Linked DNA regions of Mus musculus: region 2 is linked to region 1. A link is a contact called in public Hi-C data. All regions are on one chromosome and are shown on one strand. Each heading gives the region's core, a stretch centred on a gene start, on an enhancer-like site or on the middle of the called end of the contact. The rest is flanking DNA. Distances are from core to core; before and after follow the strand shown. Region 1 holds the start of Lyzl6 (lysozyme-like 6). Region 2 holds the start of Sppl2c (signal peptide peptidase 2C).

The links. A called contact is a pair of places that touch in the nucleus more often than the background predicts.
Region 2: a contact with region 1 is called in a Hi-C map of cerebral cortex, with 2.7 times the contacts expected there. The contact joins the promoter of Sppl2c here to the promoter of Lyzl6 in region 1. A contact is called at or near these places in 14 of 39 promoter capture datasets (the 3T3-L1 cell line, the C10 cell line, cranial neural crest and 7 more), 2 of 15 datasets of contacts at CTCF or cohesin (embryonic stem cells and large pre-B cells), 16 of 484 Hi-C or Micro-C datasets (the G1E-ER4 cell line, the HL-1 cell line, the N1E-115 cell line and 8 more), 2 of 115 datasets of contacts at active chromatin or transcription factors (bone marrow-derived dendritic cells and embryonic hindbrain) and 4 of 9 other capture datasets (adipose tissue, embryonic stem cells, liver and 1 more).

Annotation. Positions count from the first base shown.
Region 1 is chr11:103,635,189-103,643,069 of GRCm38.p6, forward strand. Lyzl6 (lysozyme-like 6) reads right to left here and starts at 3,702. Exons shown (of 5, transcript NM_001356472.2): 1 at 3,636-3,702; 2 at 1,570-1,755. The coding sequence starts at 1,708. 1700072I22Rik (RIKEN cDNA 1700072I22 gene) reads left to right here and starts at 3,748. Exons shown (of 2, transcript NR_131143.1): 1 at 3,748-4,123.
Region 2 is chr11:104,183,493-104,191,373 of GRCm38.p6, forward strand. It overlaps Sppl2c (signal peptide peptidase 2C), which reads left to right and starts at 2,835. Exons shown (of 1, transcript NM_199019.2): 1 at 2,835-5,059. The coding sequence starts at 2,884. The coding sequence ends at 4,956.

The DNA.
Region 1 (7,881 bases), core at 2,452-4,951:
GGATCTAGACTGAGTGGGTAGGGAGTTGACATAAAAGGGGGTGGAAGCAAGGTATCAGGAGAGAGAACAAGGCCCAAGAGCCTAGCTATGCCTGAAGAGCTAGAAAAAGCCATAGGCTTATCTGTCCCATCCTTCGGTCCATTTCCCCCTCCATTTTATAGCCATCCCCCCATCTTTCCACCTACTTATGTTTTATGCATTTGCTGAGTACCTACTGTTTGCCAGGAGCTATGCACAGCCAAACAGGCTCGTATTGACTTCAAGGGGCCTAGTACAGATTGAACAAAAGTACAAAAGTATGGGTTTAACACAGAGAGAGAGGGGGCTGAGGGGGTGGAGCAAAGGGGAGAGCAAGCGAACAGGAGAAGTGGAGAACATATCAAAAGGCATGTATGTACAAATTTTAGATGGAGCAGAGAGTTCCCTCCCACACAGCCTTTGCATTGGCTGTTCCTTTGGCCTGGAATACTTTTCTTCTGGTCATGTGGTTCTTTCATTCAGCACGGCCCATTGCCACTTCCTCGGAGCCTTCCCCTGACTTCAGTTTCCACAGTGTTACCCATGTACATGTGTGTGAGAGAGAGAAAGAGGAAGACAGGAGAAAGGAGAGAGTCAGAGGGAGGGAGAGAGGGAAGTAGGGAGAGGGAGAGATAGAGGGAAAGGGAAAGGGAGGGAGGGAGATAGAGAGAGAGAGAGAGAGAGAGAGAGAGAACATGTTGAAGTCAGTTCTGTCCTTCAGGACCTCTCCCATTTCTGCGGCTGCACTGTGTATTCCACACTAGCTGGGCCTGGGAGCTTCAGGTTGGTTTTTCTCTCTCTCTCTCTGCCACCCATTTCTCCACGAGTGCTGGGATTATAGATGCATAAGAAATCGTTTTTTAACTATGCATATGCATGACTGTGTGTATGTGCATGTGACTGCAGGGTGCCCGTGGAGGCCAGAAGTGTCAGGTCCCGTGGAGATGGAGTCGCAGATAGGCTGCTTCATATGGGACCCAAACTCAGGTTTTCTGGATGGGCAGAGCATGCTCACAACTGCTGAGCGTTTCTCTGGCTCCCACGTTGTTGTTGTTGTTGTTGTTGTAAGTCATTATTTTAAGGATCAAACTCAAGTTGTCATGCTTACAATGTGACAGGTGCTTTCACCCCCTGAGCCATCTGCTGACCCCCTTAAGCTTCTCCTTTGCTTGTTTGAGACAAGAACTTGCTACCGAGCCCTGGCTGGCCTCAGAGCAATCCTCTTGCCTTCAACTCTGGGAACTGCATGCCTGCACCACATTCTTCACGCACATGCCGCCACCAGCCAACACTGGGTATCCGCGTGAGTGCTCGCTGCTGTGCTAGAATGTAAGCTCTGTGAGGGAAAGAATTTGGTTCACCTCCAAAGCAGTAGTGCATGGTAAGAGCTCAGTTAATAGCTACTGGCTGAGATGTGACATGTTGGGAGAGGCTTCTTGTTGCAGGGAGATGGTTCTCTGAACTCAACTTGGAAAGACAAATGGCGAAGGAAGGCAGGTAAGAGATCCAGAGGAGGGGTGGGGAGGAAGGAGCCAAGGAGATGACACTCACAGTCAGGCAGGGAGTAGCCCTCAAACCCATCCAAGTCCTCTTCATACAGAATCTTGGCCAAACTACAGCGATGGATGATGTTGCCATCATTCACTACCAGAAGGCAGCTTGCCACACAGATGAACAGTGCCTTCAACATTGTCCAAGGAGACAGGGCACTAGGCAGTCTCTGAGAGCCTGGGGGATCTGAGAGAGAAACCAAATTTCCTCGCTCACTCAATGTTCAATACCTGGTAAGTTTCAGTGCTCCCCACTCCTCAACCTCGATGTACATACACCCCGAGCCTACCCTGGAACTCAGTATGTAGCCAGCTTTCAGCAATCCTCCTGCCTCTACTACCAGAGCCTTAGTATCACAGGTAAGGGCCTGTTCTTTTATGTTCGTATCATGTTTTTTGTCTCGGAAAATTTAACATAAGAGGAGAGAGAGAAAGATTGAGAGAGAGAGAAATCTCCTGATCCTCCATATACCCATTGCTCAGATTCAAGAGTTCAAAATCAAGACCACTCTGGCTTCAGTGGCTGGTCCTCCTCTCATGGGTATTTAGGCACAAGCAACGTTTGGGTAGCAGGATGGGGAGTGAGGTTGGCAAAAGTTAGAGCAGATTTTGTTTCACCAGCATTTGTGGTATGGATTGAGCGTGTGCCTTCAGAGGAAGGGCAGGGACACGGGATGCCAATATGCCCCAACCCATACTCCCAGATACATGACATATGACCTTCACCACTGCAACCTCTGCCTCATGCCATTCCTGGAGGGCTGCTTGTAGGTTTTATTGTTTTGTTTCTGTATAAATGCATATCAGAAAACAAGCGAATATAATCGTATTATATAAATAATCTTCGCTTTAATGGTGTGTATGCCTGTGTATGTGTGTGTGTGTGTGTGTGTGTGTGTGTGTGTGTGTGTGTGTGTGTGTTTGAAGATCAAGGACTCTGAATTCCCACCCACTACCAGCTATCAAAGGCTGGGCTGCTGTATGACTTTGAACAACATACTTACTTCTCTGGTTCCCATGTGTGAAATGAAGATCTATTTACTAATACTTGCCCAATCAGAACGGTGTAATGAATAAGATAAATAATAAACAAAAAGATATGGTTTCACATTCCTTACAGAATGGAACCAGGACTCCTATAAATGTGGCAGATTCCCAGGCTACAGTAGGAGCATAGCCTGGGCAGTGATTGGTTTGAATAATGACTACTATTGGGGCTGGTCTGAGTTGGTGGAAGCTGGAAAAATATCAGGGCTTATATACATGGCCTTGGTCATTCCCGTATTGCGTAGCAAAACCCAATGTTTTGACTTTGCAATTAAAATTAACATTATCAGTGAGGGACAAAGGGACACTCTGCACCTCTGGATGGGAAACCTCAAGATGCATAAGCTCTAATGAGGTGTTCTGGCCACAGATGGGAAGCCTGGGTCCAAGCATAAAGAAATGAACCTAAACAGAAGGAAACATCTATAAAATAACTGGGTTCTGTCCTTCAAAATGTTCATTCTGTGAGCGCACACGTGGGCTGGTCCTGCCCTAGGATGTGTGTCTTTCTCTTTAAACTAGGTGTATGATGCTGAGGGCAAAGGCCAGGATCCCTCCCTCTCCTTCATCATATGTAGGGATGACGTGGCCTCTCCGGCGGCTTTGCTTGCCTTCTGGTCTCTTGATTTGTCCTTGTCACACAGCATGCACTTAGGACATTCTCTGGATGCTCTCACTACCCTGCTCTGGTGTTGCAAATAGAACAGATGAAGTCCTGTTAAATCAGACTTTCCGGTAAATAGCAAATATCTGTTTAATTCAGATATGTCCTGCAGCCCTCCCTACTCTGATGCAGAATGCACCTCAGAGATAGGCTTCCCCAAGCCTTGGGATGCAGGAATGTCTGGCTTGGCCCATGGAGCCCCTCAGGGATTCCCTTTGGGGTGATAGTAGTCCCCGAATGTGGCCCTATCCAGCTTCAAAGCATACCTCTCTGGCCCTAGCTCGCAGCCAGCCCAGGCCCTTCTGGGAGGATCTACAGGACAAGATGGTTTGTGGCAGGAGCCTCCTCTTCCTTACCAAGCACTCTCTGGCCCCATCTGGCTAATAGTTCTCCTTCGTCTCAAGAAGGCATGTGTTCTTGGCCACCTCAGCCTTCTGGAACTCTGGTTCTGTGACATCATCACTCTCCAGGAAATATGCCGGTTTGAACTGTGCAAACTGTGCAGGCTTTAGGTAGAAATGGTAGATGGGTCTGGAAGGCAAGGTGTAAGGCGGACCAATGGGCAGAACCCTGATACCTCCCTTCCTTTCTGAGAACAGGACAACCTTAGTTTCTAAAGAGGACCTACACATCCTGCCCCTGGGCTGCAGGGTTTGTGCTTATATTCTGATTGTAACTCTGCAGAGCTGTGGGACTTTGCTCAGGACCTATACCCTGCATTTTGATTTCTGTGGGCCCCTGTGCAGCTCCAATCTTTTGTAGAAAGTCTGTGGAGTCCAGAATCCAGTCCAGAAACAACCTTCAAGGACCCACACACACCTTCTTTTCCTCTCTCTGGGACTCAGTGAGTATCCCTTCTTACATAAACAAATTTGAGTTGTGTTTCTGTTACATGCTCACAAAGAAGACCTACCTACCTACTATAGCATGGCAATACTTTAGAATGGTGCCGAAAAAATATTTAGAAATTACTATCATTAAACAAGATACATTTCGAGGAAAGGTAATTACGGGTCAAGCATGGTAGAGAAACATAGTGTAATTTAGAAGTCTGGAAACAAAGCTCAACTGCCTGAAGCTGGTACTTGCTGTGCTAGCCAGCAGCCACTAGAGGGCAGAAGCAGCCCATGTCCAAGAAGACGTGGATTTAAAGTTTGGTTTTGCGAAATGCCGTCCCTTAGATGACCTAGCCTCCCTCTCGGAGTTAGCAGGCACCATTCTCTTTTTCTTGGTACAGCCTGAATGTCGGCTTGGGTTCCTTTGGTTCAGAATCTGCCTTGTTTGTCCATCAGCAGTAGGAGAGTTCCCTGTGTTCCCAGACCTTTTTTTTTTTTTTTTTTTTTTTTTAAGGGGCAGCAGGTTCTGGTTTGTGGAGCTGACAGGCAACTTAGTGGACCAGATGCTGCAGCATCACCGACTTAACTAGCTTGCTTAGCATATGGCAAACAGTGGGGCACGGGGATGAATGACTCAATGAAAGAGAGGGGAAAGAGACAGGGAAGTGCCCATGGATGCTGCAGACAAGCCTCCCTCTGAGAACAAATGTTGACCCTGAAATGAGCCCCGCCAGTGGGATACAGCGCTCAACACAGCAGGCAGGGAATCCATTTGTCTTCACAGAGCTCCTAAGAATCAGCTGCAGAGAAGTTAAGCCATCCCAAAGTCTCAGAGCTGGGAGGCGGTAGCCTAAAGCTGAACTTGTTTCCGACGACGTTACCAGCAGGCTTAGCTCCCTCTCAGGAGCAAATTGTCTTTTTTTTTTTTTCAAGAACTCTGTAGCCCAGGCTAGCCCCAAACTCATGATTCTCTTCCTGCCTTAGTCTCTCTAGTCCTGATGGGCTTTCTGTTGAGCACTAATGTCCAGCTCTTGTTATTTGAAATAGCCACATTTCATGTTGCAAATCTGTGATGTAGCTTAACATGTTCCCAATTGGTTTTTTTTTTCCATTTTCTGTTCGTTGAGAGTTGAGTCTAGATGCCTAATTAGATGAAGGTTTAAACTTTTGACAAGTCTAGCTGTCTTCCCAAAGACATTGCTTTTGGTTTTAGTTCTGTTATTGTGATTAAAATGTCCTGACAACAAACAATTTAGGAGAGAAAGGGTTTGTTTTAGCTTGCAATTCCAAGATACAGTTCATTACTACTAGGAAGTCGTCGTAGAAAGAGCTTGGGACAACTGGTCACGTCACATCCCCCAGTGAACAGTGGAGAGAAATGAGTGTCTGCATGTGCTTGCTTGCCTTCTTGTGCTCAGATTGCTTTCTCCATCTTAAACAAGGCAAGATCCCTTGCCTAGGGAATGGCGCTGCCAATACTGGGTAGGCTCTTCCCATATCAGTTAACTTGGCTAAGACAACCCGGGACAGACATGTCCACAGAGCAGTCCAAAGTAGACAGCCTCTCTCTCTCCCTCTCTCTCTCTCTCTCTCTCTCTCTCTCTCTCTGTGTGTGTGTGTGTGTGTGTGTGTGTGTGTGTGAGACTCTCCTCCCAGATGATTCTAGGTTGCATTAACATCACAAGCATGTCATGTCTTTCTTTTGTGACATTGTCAGTGAGTGGTTGTCGGTCCTCAGTGTCTAGCCCTGCTATTTCAAGCAGTACATGCTCTTAACTGCTAAGATGTATTTTCAACCCAGTCTCCCCCCCCTCTTCTTTATAATTCTTATGAAGCCGTTTTCTATAAAAGCCTTCATGATGTGTATTTTCACCATTGCAGACTATAAGATCTCTGCTACAACCATTTGGTTCTGTCAACGTGGCACAAAACCAGCCGCAGATAGTGCACCCATAAGTGAGTCTGTCTGTGACGCTGTAAAATTTTGCAAACACAGGCTGTGGCTAAACTTGGTCCATCAGCTAATCACTGATCCTTCTTATAAACAATAATGTATAGTGTGTCTCCTTGGAAACTAACCGTTGTAGTGTTGAGCAATTGTGCCTTGTGATGGCAGTTTTATACCATTTTCAGAAGTAGGATCCTTTTTCAAATGGCGCGTCATAAAAATCCATCTAGCCAGCGGCTGGAGAGATGGCTCAGCAGTTAAGAGCACTGTCTGCTCTTGCAGAAGATCCAGGTTCAGGTGTCAGCAACCATGTAACAGCCATGTAACAACCGCTAACAGCCATCTGTAACTTCCGCTCTAAAGAGTCCATTGCCCAGTTCTGGCTTTCATGGGTGCTGCATGCATGGGACCTGGGTTTTTTAAAAAAAAAAAAAAAACCTTAGTAATAGCAGGTAAGATAATGTCGTGAGTGTACCAAGACAGCCAGGCCCAGAAACAAACATTTCTCAAACCAGCCCCTTGCTTTACCTTTTTGGTTGTCCAGAAGAAATCATATGGCTGGTTCCATCAGTGTGAAAGGTGTGTGTCCTAGTTAGGGTTTGTATTCCTGCACAAAACATCATGACTAAGAAGTAAGGTGGGAAGGAAAGGGTTTATTCGGCTTATACTTCCACATTGCTGTTCATCACCAAAGGAAGACAGGACTGGAACTCACACAGGGCAGGAACTTGGAGGCAGGAGTTGATGCAGAGGCCATGGAGGGGTGCTGCTTACTGGCTTGCTTCTCCTAGCTTGTTCAGCCTGCTTTCTTAAAGAACCCAGGATTACCAGCCCAGGGAGCTGGCAGTGCCCACAATGTGCTGGACCCTCCTCCCTTGATCACTATTTGAGAAAATGCCTTACAGCTGGATCTGATGGAGGCCTTTCATCAAGGGAGGCTCCTTTCTCTGTGAGAACTCCAGCTTGTGTCAAGTTGACCCACAAAAGCGGCCAGTACAGTATCAGAGGCTACCTAACAGTGCATCAGGTCGCAGGCAGAAGGATCCCTATGCCCGAACAGTTTTTGGGGGGGTGGGTGGGTGGGTTACAAGACTGAATACAAGTTTAGCCTGAGCTACCCCTGGACCTGTGCCCCCAAATCCAGAGTTCCATATCCAGCCTTCGCAGGTCCTGATGCAAGTGATGAGAGACTTACATGCCTGGCCCTTCCTTGGGCCAGCAGCATCTGACTGCCATCAAAGACTCACTGCCAAGCCTATGCTTGCAAGACTGAAAATGGTTTCCCACGCTTAAGCCCGAGTTGTCATCGCTAAGCTGCTTGGGAGTCCAAAGCTTCTTTTCCCGTGTTCCACTAGCCTGTGGCACTGGTCTCTCCTCTGGTGCCCAGCATGCACTGGCTTCCCCATTGTAGCTGTCACTTTCAACCAGCTTGTCCTTACCGCATTTCTCTGCCCTTCCTCTGTGGCCTAGCTGTTTATGGTATGGACTGTCTATGGTATGTATATACACCGTGATGTCCCAAAGGTCCCACCCTTTATATTGCTCTGAGACAGGGAGCCATATACCCCAAGCTGCTCTCAAATTTGGCAAGTAACAGAGAGAGGGTGGCCTTGAACTTCTGACCCACCCGCCTCTGTACCCCAGAACTGGAATTACAGGCACGCAGTGCTATGCTTGGTTTATACCAAGCTGTGACTCAGGCCCAGGGCCTTATGCAAGTGTTCGACCTACTGGGCTACACACCCCCAGCCCTTCCTTTTGTTTTTGTGAGACAAGGCCTCATTCGGTAGCCCAGACTTTACTGGAAAGCATATGGGA
Region 2 (7,881 bases), core at 1,585-4,084, 550 kb after region 1:
TCACTCACCCATCACACACATTTTTTGAACATTGCTTTCTATTCAAGAATTTTAGATTACAAACTAGGGCAGACATGGTCCCTGCCTTCACGGACCTCACATGTCTTTAGTAGAAGTAGAATAGGCACAGTGCCAAGTGTGGTGCCGTGAGGAAAATCTGCACTGTAGTGATGGCATGCTGAGAGGGGACTGTCCCCACCAGAGGAATGGTGATGGAGATTACATTGGAGCCAAAGCCTAGATGGCAAAGTCAAGCAGCAAGTGGCACAGATTATACTGCTAGGAGACTTGGGGCAGAGAGTAAGTCAGTAGAGTTAGAGATATGGCTCACTGGTGGAGGATTGTTTAGCGCACATAAGGTCTAGGTTCAATCCCTAGAACAAAGGAGGGGGTGGGAGTTGGGGCTGAAGGGCTATGCCCAGTGTTGACCCAGGACACAGAGTTGGGGCATAAGCCCATGCTCAGATTCCCTGGTGTGCCCTCCCCTCCTCCACAAGCCCTGGAGACCTGAACTAGTTCCCAGAAGAGCCTCATCCTGAAACAGAGTCTCTGCCGCTGTACCAAGAGGCTATGCTGGTGACTGATGGCAGACCTCATCTCCAGCAGAGAGGTGTCACAGGATGGCAGGTGAAAGGATTTGAGTGACAGCTGTGTGGCACTAGAGACTGGCTACAGGCCAGCAGAAGCAGCCTGGGAACACAGGAGCCCTCTGGCCACTCCCACCCCTCTCCAGGTCCCAGGGGCCCAAGGGTACCTCCTCTGCACATACCAGTTGTCCTGATGACCACATTCTTCAACTTATGCCTTCATGGGTGGCCTGAGGAAGACCGGATAGGGTAATTTGGTAGCTGATGAGACACCAGGGCTTGGATGGAAATCCGCCCAGCCAGTACCTAGGGTTGGTTCTTGATTTTAAATTCAGCTCCCAGCTCAACCCCAGAATGTAAGCAGGAAGACCAGCCTAGAATTCACTTCAAAAGGTTTATAAGACATCAAAGCCCAATGGTTTAACTATGTGAGAACTTTTTCTACTTGGACTGCTTTGAGCCTATTCTACTCCTAATATAAGTCACTGTTACAAAGACGCCCATGACAAGCAGAAGGCTTATTGTGGAAGGTCACATATCTCTCTAGTCACAGTGAGCACCCCCAGACAACTGCTCCATGCAGTTGCCCAGGGACTGCCCCCCTTCACTTTGTCCCCCATCCCTTCAGGCATTGTCCCCATTACAGGTCCTGTCCATGTCCTATGTTGTAAGGAAGGGACAGCTTGAGTAAGAAGCTCCAAGGTGAGCTCTGGATAGCGGGACTGATTTCCAAGGACGGTGTGCAGCCTCCAGCTAGGTGGGCCTTGTAGCGATGCAGTAAGTCCAGATAGACACACTGGCCCTTAGCATGCATTCTTCATCAGGCTTAGCACTCAGGAGCCTAGAGGTGTGATGTCCTCATTACTCTGCAGCTAATGATGCAGGGCCAGGGCCTGGAGCGAGAATGCAGTGTCTGAAAGTGCTTGCTGGGAAACCTTAAGGACCTAAGGATAGGTTCCCAGCACCCAGATCTTTAAAAATGGGGTGTGGCCACACACACGTGTCATCTCAGCCCTGTGGGAGGGAAAGACAGGATCACTGGGGCTTGCTAGCTGCCAGCCTAGCTCCAAGCCCCTGCCTCAAGAGAATGAGCCAGAGGGAGATAGAATGATGAGGAAGATGTACCCAGGGCCCTCCTCTGGTCTCCTCTGAACATGCACAGGCATTCGCTCCTACACACATCTGTACACATATGCGATACACTGTCCTGGTTTGATATCTGTTCCTATGATAAAACACCATGAGTGAAAACAACTTAGGAAGGAAGGACTTACAGGTTACAGGTCCACCATCAGGGTAAACCAAAGCAGAAACTCAGCCATGGGGCTGAAGAGGAGGCCATGGAGGGGTGCTGTTTACTGGCTTGCTCCCTATAGCGTGCTCAGCCTGCCTTTTTATAGAACCCATGACTACCCTCCTAGAAGTAGCACCACCCACACTCAAGAAGCAGAGGCAGGCAGATCCTCTGAGAGTCCAAGGCTAGCCTGGTCTACAGAGTGAGCTCCAGGACAGCCAGGGCTGCAGAGTGAGACCCTGGGTTGGCTGCTCATGCCACCCACGCAGCAGGGAACTAGCCTTGTAAATGCTGTAAACTTTTTATACTTAGTAAACTTTGTAAAGCCCCAAGGAGAAAAGTGTCCAGGCCCTCACCTGAGGAGCTCCGGCAGCCAGGCCCAACCCCCAGACCTCCCTAACTGTCATAATGGTGTTTCCAGACTCTGTAACTGTCACAAGGGTCATCTCCAGCTCCTCAACAAGACCCCTCCTCAGATTATGCTAATTTTAGGTAAAAAAAAAATCTGAACAGGAAAACTCACCAATCCCTGACCTCTCCCAGCTCAGACATCCTACTACTCCTCATCCTCACCCTGGATATCTCTGCCCTAGAAAGCTTCACCCCCTAAAAATCTCTCTATAAAGGCTGTGTCTGCTCAGTTCCCTGCTGTCCACTCCCTCCCAGGAGCAGAGGCAGCCACTCCTGAATTCGTCCCTCCACACCCCTCCACACACACTTCAACCTTCCCGGGCTAGCTGTACTGAGGCCTGGGCAGAGATGAGAGCTCAAATGAGCTCCCTCCCTACTGGAGCCAGGATTGGGAGATGATCTGAGAGGGGCCAGGGGCCTGTGTCCCACTGAGTGCTCTACCTCACTTTATGACAGGGTAGGTAGGTGTGGCTCTGGTTTCCAGGAGAAGTGGCCAAGCTGCTTTGTGACCAAGAGCCACACCCTTCCCCTGGGAGGGTAATAGAGCTGTGGGCAGCTGCTTCCTTGGGAGGAAGCAGGCGTCTGAGGAGGATGGCATGCCTGGGTTCCCTCCACCCCTTGGGCTCACTCCTCCTCCTCTTCCTCCTCCTCCTCCTCAGCCCCGAGGCCCGGGGAGAATACGGCCTGGTCCGAGTCGTGTCAAAGAACTGGAGCAAGGACTACTGTGTCCTGTACAGCTCTGACTACGTCAACCTCCCCCGGGACCTGCACCATGCCCCACTTCTGTCCCTGCATGATGGCACCAAGACACCCTGGTGTCCAGATGAAGACTCTTTCCACCAGGCCCAGGACAGTTCCCCTAGACAGCGACCCCTGCACCAGACTACTACCATGGTCACGCGTGGCAACTGTAGCTTCTATGCCAAGGGCTGGCTGGCTCAAGATCAAGGCGCCCAGGGGTTGCTCATTGTGAGCCGGGCCAGGAATCAACAGTGTTCAGACACCATCTCAAAGCCCCAGGACCCCAGCAAGCCCTGGCCTGCCCTCACCATCCCAGTGGCCGTGCTCCGCTACACTGACATGTTGGACATTGTCAGCCACACTTACGGTGACACCGATGTCCGAGTAGCCATGTTTGCACCCCTCGAGCCTGTTACTGACTATAACATGGCGATTATCTTCATCTTGGCAGTGGGTACTGTTGCTGCAGGTGGCTACTGGGCTGGTTTGATGGAGGCAAACAAGCTGCAGAGGCGCCAGGCCCAAAGAGGAGGGGGGCTTGGTGGTCACAATCAACAACAAACAGTGGCAGCTGAGAGGTCCCAAAGGGCCTGGGAAGATGACGACTTTGAAGATGCACCTATGGATTTCACACCAGCCATGACGGGCGCTGTGGTCACCATGTCCTGCTCCATCATGATCCTGCTGTATTTTTTCTATGACTGCTTTGTCTACGTCATGATTGGGATCTTTAGCCTGGGTGCCAGTACCGGCCTCTACAGCTGCCTGGCACCCATACTGTGCCACCTGCCCCTATGGCGATACCAGTGGGTCTTGCCTGGACAACGGGTTTCTGTAACATGGCCATTACTACTGCTGGCAGGCCTGTGTGCCATGGTGACTGTCCTCTGGGTCATCCACCGAAATGAGGACCATTGGGCATGGCTCCTGCAGGACACTTTGGGTGTCGCCTACTGCCTTTTTGTCCTGAGGCGGGTACGGCTGCCCACGTTCAAGAACTGCACTTTGTTCCTGCTGGCCCTACTAGCCTTCGATGTCTTCTTTGTCTTTATCACTCCCCTGTTCACCAAGACTGGTGAGAGCATTATGGTAGAAGTGGCATCAGGTCCAGCAGATTCTTCAAGCCACGAGAGGTTACCAATGGTGCTCAAGGTGCCCCGGCTAAGCTTTTCCGCCTTGACGTTGTGCAACCAGCCCTTCTCCATCCTTGGCTTTGGGGACATTGTTGTCCCTGGCTTCCTAGTGGCCTACTGTCACCGCTTCGACATGCAAGTCCAATCTCGCCAGGTCTACTATATGGCCTGTACAGTGGCCTATGCCGTGGGCCTGCTGGTCACCTTTGTCGCCATGATCCTCATGCAGATGGGCCAGCCTGCCCTGCTCTACTTAGTGTCCAGCACTCTGCTCACCAGCCTTGCTGTGGCCACCTGCCGCCAAGAGTTCACCCTTTTCTGGACTGGCCAGGGCAGAGCCAAGATTCCTGCTGAGCCTGTGGCACAGCCCTGCATTGCCTCTGCTGTGGGCTCCAAGATGAAGCTGGAGGATGCGAAGGATTCCCGTACAACCAACAGGTTTGAGCAGGCCGTTGATGGAGAGTCAGGGGACTTAGAGAGCAGCACTGGGGACGATATGGCAGAGATGGTCACCCTATCTGAGGATGAAGCCACGAGTCCAGAGGGCCACAGCGAGAGTTCTGAGGGCTGGAGTGACACCAACCTGGACCCCAATGAGCTACCCTCTGGCTCCCCCATGGCCCTAGAGGCCATGTTGATCCCACTGATCCAACCAATCCCACACCCCTCCGAGCTGGGCCACATCCGCACTCAATCTCGGGTCCATGATAGCAGCCTGCCCTGGATGGGGTTGCACAAGAGAAAGGGCTTGAAGGTGAAGAAGAGTATGTCAGCCCAGGCTCCCCTATGAACAGAGTTCCCTAGGACCTGCACCTCTCAAAGGGCTTCCAGAACACTGCACGGGGATGCTAGACAGGATAAGAGATCGGGCATTAGAGAAACTCCCTATCTTCCTCTGCAGTCTGATTGCTTGTTAGTACTGTAAGACAACAGTAGCACAGAATTAAGTCTATGCGAAGCTGGGAAGGTCCCTGTGGGTTGGTATCACTTCCAAACCCCAGAGAGGAAACTGGGGCTCACGGAGGTCACACAACTCATACAAATCCACTCAAGATCTTCCCTCCTCCCACCCCCACCCCCCAGAGTTCCCTGGGAAGCTACTTGTCCTTTCCTACCTGCCTGGCTCCTCAAACCAAAGCCCCAGTCCCTTACTTTGACACATAGCTACCACACACACACACTTCGCTCATCCCCAATTTCTTGATCCTTTCACATCCTCTTCCTCTTTGTACACACCATTCCGCTAGCTGGGTGCTTTCCCTGCCACAGAAAGACCCCAGGGCCAGGAAATCATGAGGCTTCCTTCGAACCTTAGCTCACTTGGGCTTGTTGAACCCCTTTGCTCAAGTCCCAGACATCCCTTGGCCCTGTCCCTGAGACAGGGAGCATACCCGTGCTGTGTCCCCTGAGGTAGTAGGCACGGGAGGAGGACCCTGTCATCCAGAAGAAGGGCAGGAGTCTGGGACAGGCAACAACACAAAGGTAACCAGGAGCGAGAGAGATGGGGCTTCCGTGGGAAGTTTTACAGATCAGATAGCCAGGTCCCGGTTTCACGGAACTCCAAAGACCCATTGGGAAAATGTGGCTTATAAAACTGAGTCCTCTAGAAGCGGGGGGCACGAACAGGATGACCTCCTTAGGACGCCACCGGGTTTTAGACTATGTGGTGTGTTTAAAAGCAGTTTGATCAGAGCATAGGGTAACGGAGCGCCTTCTGAAGGAGGCCCTGTTGGGGGTTGGAGGGGCTCAAGTCTCAAGAGGCAGTGCCACAAAGGAGTCAAGGACCCGGAAATCTCAGCCCCCACACCGACTTAGAGCATATCACTGAGTGGAGACCAATGCTATCCCTGCTCAGATTGCTTATCTGTAGCATAGGAAGAGCAACACTAGGGGTTGTCAACAGGTCTAAAAGAGGTGTCTATCAGGTGACCAGTGCCCTGCAGTAGGGAAGAGCTACAGGCTCTGTCCCCTCCTTCGAGAAGTGCCTAGACCTCATTTGCATCAATAGATCCTGTTACTCTGGGTTTCTTGTCCTTTGCAATAGAATTTGGCTTTGTGAGGGTGAGGACCTACCTTGACCTCCTTGCTCATAGGTATGTTTCTGTTTGCTTTGAAAGGGAGGGAGGGAGGGAGGGAAGGAGGGAGAGAGGGAGGGAGGGAGGGAGGGAGGGAGGGAGGGAGGGAGGGAGGAAGGAAGGAAGGAAGGAAGGAAGGAAGGAAGGAAGGAAGGAAGGAAGGAATTAGGCACTGATGTCAATTGACTGTAGAAGACAGTGATTCTCCGTAAGGAAAGACCTGACTGTCTACGCCTCTTTCTTGGAGTTTGGTCCGAGTAAACCAGCTTTTCAGAACTTCACTTACAGGGAAGAAACTAATCTTAGCAAACAGTGGCTGCAGACCTGGCTGGACAGGATGGGGCAAGGCACTTGAGCCAGGACTCTGACCTGAGACATTGGCAGCCAGCCCCACCCGCTGCTGCCAGTGGCCATCTGGCCTGGACAGAGGGGCCTCCATAGGCCCTGGCTCATCCCCAGCCCAAGCAGCCTCCCCACTGTGGTTCTGCGTCACTGGGCCCATGGGGCAGGCTGCACCCCTGCCAGGCCCTAGAGGAAGGGCTGGACAGAGTTCATCCTTCAGCTTCTTTGGTCCTGAGTTGGAGGCAGGCAGCAAGCTTCCTCTCTGGGTGTGTCCAGCAGGATGCTCTAGAGATGCCAGCCACAACAGGTGTGACAATGATGGTGCTGACACAGGCCTTCAAGGAACAGGGCCTCAGAGAGGCTCTAGATAGGGCAACTCCCTCCCTCCTCATTTACCAGAGTCCAGGTGAGCAAGGACAGCTCATAGATCTATCTGAGCATGCTTAATAGGTGCTTGGGGCAACACAGTATCTACAGGGGTTCAGAGAACAGCCCTGTGCTGGAGTTAACCTAGCATGCAGTGGATTCCAGTGTCCCAGACATCCCCAAAGCAAATCTTAGCTCCTCAGTGGAGAACCATTCCTGTCTGCTAACACCCAGCTCCCCTGAGTGTAACCCAGATATCTACTCCCGCCCCACAGGATGCCTGAGGAAGATTTTGTGTGAACAGCCTACGCTCCAGGACTCACTAGAGGATGCCTCTTCCTTCCCACCCTGCTCCCCGCCCCCACACCTAGGAGTCTCCCCAAGGCCCAGGCCTCTCTGCCTCCTCTCCTGAGCCTCATTCTTGGGAGCCCAAGCTAAAGCAAAGAAATCAGAGCCAGCGTATGGCCTGCAATAGGATCAAGATTCCCTGCCTGCTAAGTTGCTTGGCACCAGAGGGATGGGAGGGCACAGGAGAGGGCCAGGGTCTTTTTTTTTTTTTCTGTCAAGAATATGCCACAGCAATGCTGCCTGCTACAAACAGCTCTGGGCAATGACTCCAAGTAGCTGTTGCAGCCTGGGGTGCTCAAACACAGACACACAGGCTCAGCTATATATCAGTCACTCAGCTAGGGGCACATTTGAAAAATAAAAGTCCTTGAGCCACATATTCTGACCCAGTGTGCCAGAGTGGGACCAGGCACCTATGGGTTTGAAGGGCTCCTGCCTCTCTGCCTCAGGTTGAACCTCTTGAGAACTGAATCCTGGTCCCTCTATGCATCCAGGCTAGCTGGTGGGAGGACAGAGACCAGAATTTAAGGTTCAGAACCCAGGGTAGTCCCCCAACCCCTGACTTGGCTCATACTTCCAGCCAG